2 separate regions of the Mus musculus genome follow, and region 2 is linked to region 1. Evidence: chromatin contacts called from public Hi-C data. All regions are on one chromosome and are shown on one strand. Each heading gives the region's core, a stretch centred on a gene start, on an enhancer-like site or on the middle of the called end of the contact. The rest is flanking DNA. Distances are from core to core; before and after follow the strand shown. Region 1 overlaps Fat3 (FAT atypical cadherin 3). Region 2 overlaps Fat3 (FAT atypical cadherin 3).

Region 1 (5,192 bases), core at 1,059-3,558:
CATCTACTGATAGACTCCTGTATGGGGCATTATTAGGAAGTGAAGGAACTAATAGGAGGTGGAGCCTGGAGGGGGAGAGTAGCCCATGAGGGCCTTGCCTTGGAAGGGTATGTCCTGTCCTTTGCTTCTCTGAGTGAGAAGAGTAGCTCTGAGCTCCTTGGCCTTCGCCATCAGGGTACTCTGCCTTTTCACACATGCACAGCAATGGCACCAGATAACCATCAGGCGAGACCTTTGGAAGCAGGAACTGAAATAAATCTTTACTTTTTGAAGTTGTTTCTCTTAAGTATCTGCTATAGTAAAGTTGAAAACAAAAACACTTAATGCAATACTTTAGTAAAGAATTTAAAAAAGAATTATATTGGAATTCTCATAGTCTGTCATATATTCTTAAAATTTGAAACAACTTTTGCAAAGAACGGATCTTTTTTGTGTATTTATATTACTTCTGAAGTTCACTTCTGTGAAATTAGTAGAGGAATCTATCCTTCAACTGTGAAATCACATGAACTCAGAAACCTTACAACTTAAAATGAGTAATTTCCCAAAAGGATAATTCTTAAAGGCTTACATTTCCCACCCCTTCCCAGTGGGCGTTCATCTGCTGCCACACATAGCCATAGGATGAATCTTCTGTTCTGTGGACAGCAGAGGCAGAATATTAGGGAAGAGTGTTCCCACCATTATGCCCCAGGTAGTCCCAGTCCTCAGGCCCAATTAATGTAAAAGCAGTGGCTGATGAGCTTTCTGCGATGTCAAAATCGAACTACATTAAATGTGCTAAGTCATGAAAGATAAATGTGAGTTACAGTGCCTTGGGAATCAATTAAAGATAGATGAGCTAGATGTGTATCTGTAAACTCCAGAAAGAGTTATTTTTGCCTAGTCGAAAAATGTACAAAAGGTACTTGCACAGAAAGCAACCCAGTAAGCTGTTGGTTTCTTTGCTAGGTAAAAATCCTAACTCACCTGGATCAGACAGATGAAGTTACACAATCCTGAAAACATTCTCAGAGCGGTATAATGGTGGTCAATTTAGCAATTCAGACCAGAGTTATTCTCGTGCTGAGCAGATTGCCCTATATCACTCAGCTTGCAAGCATGGGATGACATTGTCGGGAGAGCTCTACTGCCTCCACTTCCTCTCAAAAGGTTCTTCTCAGAAGGTCAGGCCCATAAGTGCCTCTGTGTGAAGGCCTCTGAGATCTCTGGTGGGAAGCCCTGAACAATGAATAATGGATGTCTCTTTGTAAAACTCTCTTTAGCGGGCAGCCAAATCTATTTTTACTTCATGGCAAAAGCACTTCGGGAGACATATTCCCAAACCACATTACAGGATGTGTGAGGTGGTGGAGACTGCCAAATGCTGGTAACGTTTAACATGGCAATACCCCACTTGTGGGATATTGAGCACTAATTGTGCTGATAAGCCTTGTTCTAAACTTGAGCACAGAATTTTGTGAGTCAGTACCCCTCTTTTTCTCTGGCACTTATCAAAAGAGTAAGCCTGGATTCAAAGAAGGAAAAAATAATCTACAAAATATATAGGAAAGATCCTTGGAACCCATGTAGAGACAGAAAGTGGAGTCATTTTCTGAAACTCACAAATTCAGTAGAATTTTTTTTTTCTGTATAATGAAAATCCCAGCAGGAACTCCAGATCAAAACAGATTTAGAAAGTGATGATATCTGTGGATTACAGAGTTATAAGCTTCCATACTCAAATGCCTAGGCTCATTACCATTGCAGGGGACCCACTCTACTTCCTTTGAAGCTGGAAGAAGTTAGACAAATGAAAAGACTGTGGGACGAGATATCAGAGTGCCTGGATGGCAGTCGAGGACCAGATGGCAAAGTAATGAATATTCTCTAAGATCTGGACCTTTGATGGACAGAGGCTTGGACACGTCACTAAAGTGCAAGGCAGACTGTGAGAGCCTCTGTCCTCTTAAATTGCTTCTTGGATAGACTTAAATCCCTGAGTTATCTCAAGTCTTGGTGTTCTTGGGTTTGGTTGGTGGGTTTCCAGAGTAACAAGGAAAAAACAAGCAATCAGCCACCCAGAACACATGCTGGAGGGACCCAAGATGTTCTGATATTAGCACTGATGATACTTGGGCCATCTCCTTCACAACCCACTCTCAGAGCACTTTGCTATCTATGATTCAATTTGAACCTCTTAGCAACTTAACTAGGGAAGTTGATGAAGCAATTCTAATCTCATGTGATGGTAGATAGAAGACTCACCAAGGTCAGAGGCTTCCTATGACTCGCTGACTCATAGGTCACAGGACAGTCTTGGCCAACTTAGCACTCTGTGAAATACAGGCTTATGCTATGTAGCTCTTGCTGACCTGCATGGCACCCCAGAAGCTCATAGTCCGAGAAAATACTAACTACATTACTACTGCACAGGTTGAGGCATAGGGTATTTCCTTTCAAGAAAAAAATTGTATTGCTTCTATCAATATTCTTCTTGATCTGTGTGATTCCTCTATGTACTCACTGATCCTAGAAAATCTGTAATAGGAAAGCCCTGTGGGAGTCAGAAAAGAGGATGAACTAAAATATAGTATCCACCCCCAGGAGCTGCCCATCTCAGGGGTGTCAGTTATGCTATAAATTTTGAATGTATAGGAGGGAAGAGGGCTCAGTGTATGGGCTGTGTATGAAACCAATCAGGTTAAGAGTCGCTCATTGTCACTGATGCCGTGGTATTATTCAAATGCCACAGCAGTGTCATGGGCAAATTGGTATTTTTTAAAAAGCAATGCCCTTTACTTTTGGGAAATCACATGTCTCCCGCAAAGAAATCAGTGTTATTGAGTTGTCTTTTTATAAGGTGATTATAGAATTCTTCATAAAATGGGATGTTGTAAATCCATCTGGGGTGATGTATTTGTGTTGCTTTGGACAGCTGCCCAGAGGATTTCTCAGTGTCCTGCTTATTCTTAAGATCTGTGTTTCTCACAAAATGCTAGAGGACAAAAATCATAGGTTTCATCCACCCTTCACAGATAAAAGAATTATGAGTTTATTGAGGAGTGAGAGTATTTTCCTTGCTGTCCCTCCACCTGGCTTCAGTGTGAACAGGGGAATTATAGCTATGGCTTCTCAGATGACAAAATAAGACACTGGATGACTAGGCAATGGGGATGGAAGGACTGACAAATCCATGTCCCTCATAGCATTGTTCTCAGCTGAACACCTCCTGGCACACCACAGCCATGAACTTCTGGTTAGTGATTTGTAGCATACCTGTACCAAATTAAGGAATAAAAGGCTATTCTTCCCAAATTATGATTATTAATCCCACTGATAATCAAAGCTTATTAATATATATAGTAAAAATTCCCAATGCCTCATTTAAGAGATATCATACAAAAATTAAATGAGGACATTATGATGTGCTTCTGTGTGTGTGCATGTACACATAAGTGAGTTCCCTTGCAGAGACCAGAGGCATTCGATCCCCTGGAGGTGAAGGTAACGGCCACTGGGAGGTACCTGATATGTGTAGTAGGAATTGAACTTGGGTCCTTTACAAGAGTAGTATATGTGCTTAACTGCTGAACCATCTTTAGGTCAGTGTTACTCAACAGGTGGGTTTCAACCTCTTTAAAGGTCTCATAACAGGTATCTTGCATAATAGATATTTACAGTATGTTCATAACAGTAGCAAAATTATAATTATGAAGTAGCAATGAAATAATTTAATGGTTGAGAAACTATATTAAAAGGATGCAGCATTAAGAAGATTGAGAACCACTGCTATATGTTATTATATTTGGATATTCACATAAGATTTTGGTGTCTTCTATTCATAAGCATTCATAATGCATGCTCATCTATATTTACAGAGTGGCACACACACACACACACACACACACACACACACACACACACACACACACATGCTTTGATTGTAGTTTAGGTGAGATCCTCAACCTGCCTTAAGATTGAATGAGACAGGAATAGGGATTGAATTTCTTGTATCTGCAGCTACCACATTATAGTGTAACAAAAAGCTCTAGCTATTCCTCAGATCCTGTGTCCTGTGGCTACTCAGAAAGACCCTGATGGTAATGAGCAGATTCTACATGAATGGAAATCAGAGACTAAAATCAGGCTGGCAATCCTCTTTGTTGGAGTGTAATCACTAGACTGGGCAGACTATTCAAAATTCCATTTTCTCCCCTTCTCCGCTGACACTACACTTCATCTTCTGCTTTTCCAAACATTTAGAATAGTGACTTTGCATCCTCTGAGGTTTTACTGTTTCAACCTTCGGAAAGCTGTGATTAAATGCATTCTAATCAGATGTCACCTTGCCATGGTTTTGGAAAGGTATCAGAGGAAAATAATTAGCCATCACAGGAGAAGAAATCCTAGTTAAGGCTCTTTCTTCTCTTGCAACTGCATTCTGCTGTGTCTTTATAGCAACAAAGGTCTGCAATCAGTCTGGCTCCAGCTTTGTAAATGTATCAGAGAAGGGCCAAGGTGGGGAGATCACCTCTCGTCTTACATGTGTGAGAGGAAGAGAAAAATAAAAGACCACCTTCGAAGTGACTGCAATTGCATCTGAGCGGGAGAATGTTCAGATAAATGGATCCTCCAATTATGATGCTATTGCGCAGACACTAGCAATGTTTCCATTTCAAAGAACAGATGTGTTGTCATATTTATGACTCTGTAATACTGACAGCTACTCAAGGCCCAAGGATGTTCTAGAGACTTTGAAAAGACATTGCTGATGGCCTGAGTGAATGAAGATATGGGGCAAATTCCTTAAAACTGCCTTATTCTCAGAAGTCTGATGGAGGTTTAATCCAATACCTCATGGGTCATATGGAATGACGTGTATTCTATCACTGGAAAATACTTTTTCCAAATCTAATTGTTTTGGAGTGTGATTTGGTGCTACTGCATGGGCTTTGAGTCCCATTCAGTTATCATCATGGTAATCAGTGGTTGGGAATTGTAGCTGGCTCTTCAGTAGGTATACCCCTGGGTTGTGTGTGCCATGCAAGACTGAGGCGTGAATCATTCTCATGGCCCCTTTCTGAAGCATGTGGGTTGTGACTGGGTTCATTCTTTTAGATAGTCTGTCTATGGACTCAATATATCTGGAATGAACAAAGACTTTAGAGCACAATACGCCTCAGAAGTGGCTAAGAGTTTGAGAACAAAGC
Region 2 (5,192 bases), core at 1,620-4,119, 170 kb after region 1:
TAGCAGACAGAAAATACCTTCCTCTCTTCTGAGTCTGAGTCCTGCAAGCTCTCACTGCCCCCCTGTCACAGCCCAGGCCCTCAATAGAGAGTGAACACACAGTGGCATGATGCACATCGCTAAGCATTTCTTACAAGCTGGAGGCAAATGGCTGGATGTGATAACAGGAGACATTTACCCAGCCAAACAGAGGAAGCCACCACAGAATGAGGCTCATAAAATGTGGGGCAGAGCCTGCATGCCTAAGCACATTTTTCAAAGGTGCCTGGCACATCTTAAGCCCACATAGTCAGCCCCCAGGAGCAGCGAGTGACTTTTACTTTACTTATTAAGTAGACAGTATTCCCAAGTCCCTCATATTTGAGAGACCAAGATTTCAGAAGACTCGAAGGCACTATAGATTCTGTTTCCCCATACTGACCAGGTTCCACCACTTTGTGCTGCTCAGGATGGGACTTGGAGCTTTCTGAAGTCTCCCTGGGGCAGAGATGTACAGTCCGTGTCTGCATCAAGGCTGCTCCACATGAAGCACAGCAGCTTATGACTCTGTAACTTGAAGAGAATGGACCAACATCTTCCTATTCTGTTAGAAAATTATTAAGTTCAGAGAGCTGTCAGTCTGGAGAGAAATCAGGCTAATTCCAGATGAAGTGTTCCAGGCAAACTTCTTTGAGGTGATGATGTGTCTTAGGTCATGGGCCTGGCAAATAAGATGAACAGACAGAGGAGTCTCTGAGACAGATAGACCCAGTTTCCTCCTCCTGGTCGCCAGGATAGGGCAGTCATTATCATAAAGGAGCAAAAACCTGAAGTGAAGCTCAGGGAATGCAGTGTATCAGCATTTTCTGTGAAATCTGAGCCAAATCTTCCCACAGAAAGTAAAGATAAGGATAGAAGACTCAGGCCACTAGAAATGATTGGAACAAAAGTCAGAAATAATGTCATAGGCAAAGCAGAAGAAAATCAAAGAAGACAAACAAACAGGAGGAGATGGACTTGCCAGACAGCCACTAGAGATGAGATAGGTTCAAATAAGAAGGGAATGGCTACAGTTTAACAGCTGTTATGGAATCCATCCTCCAGGTTTAATTCAGGGAACAGGCATTGTGAGAAGCTGAAGAAGTTACATTTTGGATCTGAGTGCTATGACTGGCCAGTTGTACTGGCTAGTTTTGTGTCAACTTGACACAGCTGGAGTTATCGCAGAGAAAGGAGCTTCAGTTGAGGAAATGCCTCCATGAGATCCAGCTGTAAGGCATTTTCTCAATTAGTGATCAAGGGGAAAAGGCCCCTTGTGGGTGGGACCATCTCTGGGCTGGTAGTCTTGGTTCTATAAGAGAGCAGGCTGAGCAAGCCAGGGGAAGCAAGCTAGTAAAGAACATCCCTCCATGGCTTCTGCATCAGTTCCTGCTTTCTGACCTGCTTGAGTTCCAGTCCTGACTTCCTTTGATGATGAGCTAAATAAACGCTTTCCTCCCCAACTTGCTTCTTGGTCATGATGTTTGAGCAGGAATAGAAACCCTGACTAAGACACCAGTTATACAATGTTTGAAGGAATACCTTATGCTGAGGCTGATTAGCAATTTGTGGCTTTTTAAAAAAATCTTGCCGGGAGTGGTGGCACACACCTTTAATCCCAGCACTTGGGAGGCAGAGGCAGGCAGATTTCTGAGTTCGAGGCCAGCCTGGTCTACAAAGTGAGTTCCAGGACAGCCAGAGCTACACAGAGAAACCCTGTCTCAAAAAACCAAAAAAAAAAAAAAAAAAAAATCTTTATGAGGCTTGACAGCTGGAAATTAGCAAACTAACCAACAAGTGCATTTACCCAGAGCTATAGCACAGTGAACTGGGTTGCAAACTGGCCGTGTTTGGAAAAATGGTTGCCTTGCTATCTATCTCCACCCCATGCCCTCTTCCTCCACCAGCTTGAAAAGCACCTGGATCAACATGGAATCTGAGCACCCAAGTTCAGGAAGAAGATGAAGGCATGAATGAATGAATGAATGAATGACCCACCAGGGTTTTCACACTCTGATAGGGAAAGTAGACCAAAACGCAGGCAGGATGTGTCATGAGGAAAGCATGCAAGCTTTGCCCTGGCGACAAGCTGAGGTGCATCGAGGGTGCTTTAGATGGAAATGCTCTTCTTGATGTAACTTCCTCACAGGTACTGTAGGCCTTGAGATAATGGGGAGGAGATGATGGAAAGCCAGAAGCACAGCCCGTGGCTGGTGGAGGGCATCTGGGAGGCTTAGATAAAAGCTATAAGAATGGAGGCACTGCAGGGCAGGAGATTGGATATCAATTATCCTGGGTCCTTTTGCACTGTCTTAATGCAGAACACTAGAAGAACTTTTACCTAAAAGGGTTTAGAAAGCATTCTGTCTTCCTCTGCAGTGTGCTGAGATATAGAAACCCGTAAGACAACATAATTACACTTCTTGAGTGCCTATTGTATCCCAGGTGTTGAAATAAACACTCCAACTTGGCTGAGTTAGCCATGGGACTATTAATCATTATCAGGTTTTTTTTTTTTTTTTTTTTTTTTCCTTCCAAGTGAGCAGACAGGCTCTCTGAGTTGGTTTTTAGCTTGTCTGGTCATAAGCTGATAGTATAATCAGCATGCACACACAAAGTATTTTCTTTTAGCTAAATAAGTTAGAGAAAGAAATGAGGAAATGCAGGGTGGGGGTGAGAATTGTAATTTACAAGTGTTTGTGTGTCTTTGAGAATGTAAACACCATAGCTTCTCAGAAGGATTCTGTGAATTCTGCTGACTAGGCCAATGACAGAGCAGAGCTGTGTCTGGCCCATCCAGAGGGGAAGTGTGGCTGCCAGGATTAGTCAGCACGGGCCATTGCTTCCCCTTTCAGCTCAGACACAAGACACAAAGAGGCTGTGATAAGGGAACAGAGTCTCTGCTCAGCTCAGCCTGGGAGTCAGCTGCAAGAGACTGACCAGAGGTGGCCTAGACATGCTCGAATGAACAAACCAATACAAATCTTAAAGAAAAGCCAGACCTGGCCCTGTAGCTAAAGGTGCACAAACTGTTATCCTAGAATTTAACACACAGAGAAGGAAAGCACCCACAGCCAGCCATCACCTCCTGTTTCCAGCAAGGGCTAATTTTATGGCATGTGGTTCAATCTATTCTCAATGGAAAGTTGCAAAAAATTATTTTTGGCATAACCCAAAGAAATATGTTTTCCTGTTCTGCACCAAGCTAAATTGTCAGTGCTGCTCAGAATTTCTGACACAGGCACAGTTGTGAGTGAGATGCATTGCTGAATTTTCTACTGTGTTTAGAGGCAGGGAAATAAAAAGCTGGCAATTGAGTTAGGTGGAATATGCTATAAAGCACTGACCTGTTCCACCAAGCCAGTGGCTACTTCATCCTGCCTCCAGGGACATTTTAGTAAGGGGTTTGAAATAGACCTGGAATCCTCCAGCTTTTCCATTTTTTCCCTTCCTTCCTTGGATGGAATCTTTTCCTACTTGGCATTCCCGAATAAGCGAGGCATGGAAGGTTCTGGGATAGGTGTTGCAATGTTCCCACCAGTGCTCCTGGGCACCTAGTTCTACCTCTGGTTTGGCAAAAGGCCGAGCTTGTTACATTATGTTACAGAGAACCTCTGGTGTTTGCACAAAAGCCACATTTCCGCATTCGAAAGCCAAGCACATTAAGTGGTGACTGACAGAGTCTGGTGTCACCATGCCCCAGCTGTAACTTATTTCTTTGAAGAGGAAGCACTCTTCCAGAAAGTTCTAGAGTCTACCTTCTTTGAATCTGAACTCTTGTCTCGTTTATCTTTGTACTTACAGCCCAATGGCACAACACAGGAAGCTCACAAACACGTGACATAGACACAGAACCTAAACTGTGATGCAATATCAGTGCTCGAAGCTGGAAAAGTGCAAGCAGGCTGCTAACCTTTACATGCACAGCACCATCAGAAGGGCTTGCCTTCCTGGGAACCTGGAAAGGCACCAAGGTGTTTTTCACTTGTTTTTATTTTCTGCACTATTTCTTTTTATCTTAGCACTTTGCTTCTTCTGTTTATCTACAGATTTCCAATGATTCTTTCTTTTCTTTAGTACATTATTTAAGGTATGTTATAGGGACAATGTTAAGTATCCTTAAAACAATAGCAAAGGAAAAGTCAATAAATCTTAGAATTATAGCTTTTGCTTAAAAAAAGCAGGTTGTGACTTCAATTGGAATTCACTAATCTTTGAAAAATAATTTAACTTTTTATTCTTTTTCATACAATATATTTTAATAATTTTCTTTTCTTATCCCAACTTTTCTCAGATCCTCCCTACCTAACTTCATGTTCTCTCTCTCTCAAAAAAAATCCCCTGAAAATAAAAACAGAGAAAATAATAATAATAATAATAATAATAAAGCAATAAGACAAAAAAGACCCACACAAAATTAACAAGCAACAACAAGATATAGCCCATGAAGTTGGTCAGTTATGGCCCGCTACTCCTGGACAGGTCCTGCCCTGGAGGGTGATTGATAAATCCAATGATCCTCTTCCCAGGGAACTCTGAATGTATGACATAAATGCACTTCTCCATATGATCCTTTAGGCCTTTTCTCAATTTCTCACTGGGAAATTAAGCATGTCCCTATGTTTATTGAATATCGTAATCATGAACCTTATCTTTCATGTTAAAAATAGATTATAGATTATGTTTTCTCCTTCCTAGTAACCTTAAAAATACGTTATCTCACTTTTACATTTGAGTGTGGAACTTCTGCTATAAAAGGCATAATTAGATTATTTCACAATTAGATCAATATTTAAAATTAAGTTACAACTAGTTATATAAATATATCACATCTTACATTTAAATAAAAATATAGCTGGGACATGGCACAAGAATAGAACACTTGTCTAACATGAACAAGATGGCCTGTTCAGCTTATACTAATGGTGTGTGTGTGTGTTTGTGTGTGTGTGTGTGTGTGTGTGTGTGTGTGTGTGTGTGGAAAGAGAGAAAGAGAGAGAGAGAGAGAGAGAGAGAGAGAGAGAACGTATTAACATATTAACTTAGTCTCTGTAGTTTGCTGCTGTAGATTCAGAAAATGCCTGATGCTGAGATGGTTGAATTTTCATCTGAATTCTTATATTTAAATTTTCACATCATTGCCTACAGAGAGCATGGACAATTTGTAATATTAG

What was found. Hi-C and Micro-C count contacts between places; a contact is called where the count stands out from the background.
Region 2: a Hi-C map of bone marrow-derived macrophages shows a contact between it and region 1, with 3 times the contacts expected there. The contact joins two enhancer-like sites. A contact is called at or near these places in 5 of 484 Hi-C or Micro-C datasets (bone marrow-derived macrophages, cerebral cortex, forebrain and 1 more) and 1 of 9 other capture datasets (bone marrow-derived macrophages).

The regions. Positions count from the first base shown.
Region 1 is chr9:16,044,588-16,049,779 of GRCm38.p6, forward strand. All of the region lies in intron 4 of Fat3 (FAT atypical cadherin 3), which reads right to left. Among named protein-coding and RNA genes, the nearest start is that of Mtnr1b, 170 kb to the left of the region's middle. Within about 2 kb of position 2,309, at least 11 of the 459 cell types and tissues checked have an H3K27ac peak or open chromatin away from gene starts, as enhancers often do. A contact at or near this core is called in bone marrow-derived macrophages, where this site is marked.
Region 2 is chr9:16,212,697-16,217,888 of GRCm38.p6, forward strand. The region is part of intron 3 of Fat3 (FAT atypical cadherin 3); the gene reads right to left. Among named protein-coding and RNA genes, the nearest start is that of Fat3, 290 kb to the right of the region's middle. Within about 2 kb of position 2,870, at least 189 of the 459 cell types and tissues checked have an H3K27ac peak or open chromatin away from gene starts, as enhancers often do. A contact at or near this core is called in bone marrow-derived macrophages, where this site is marked.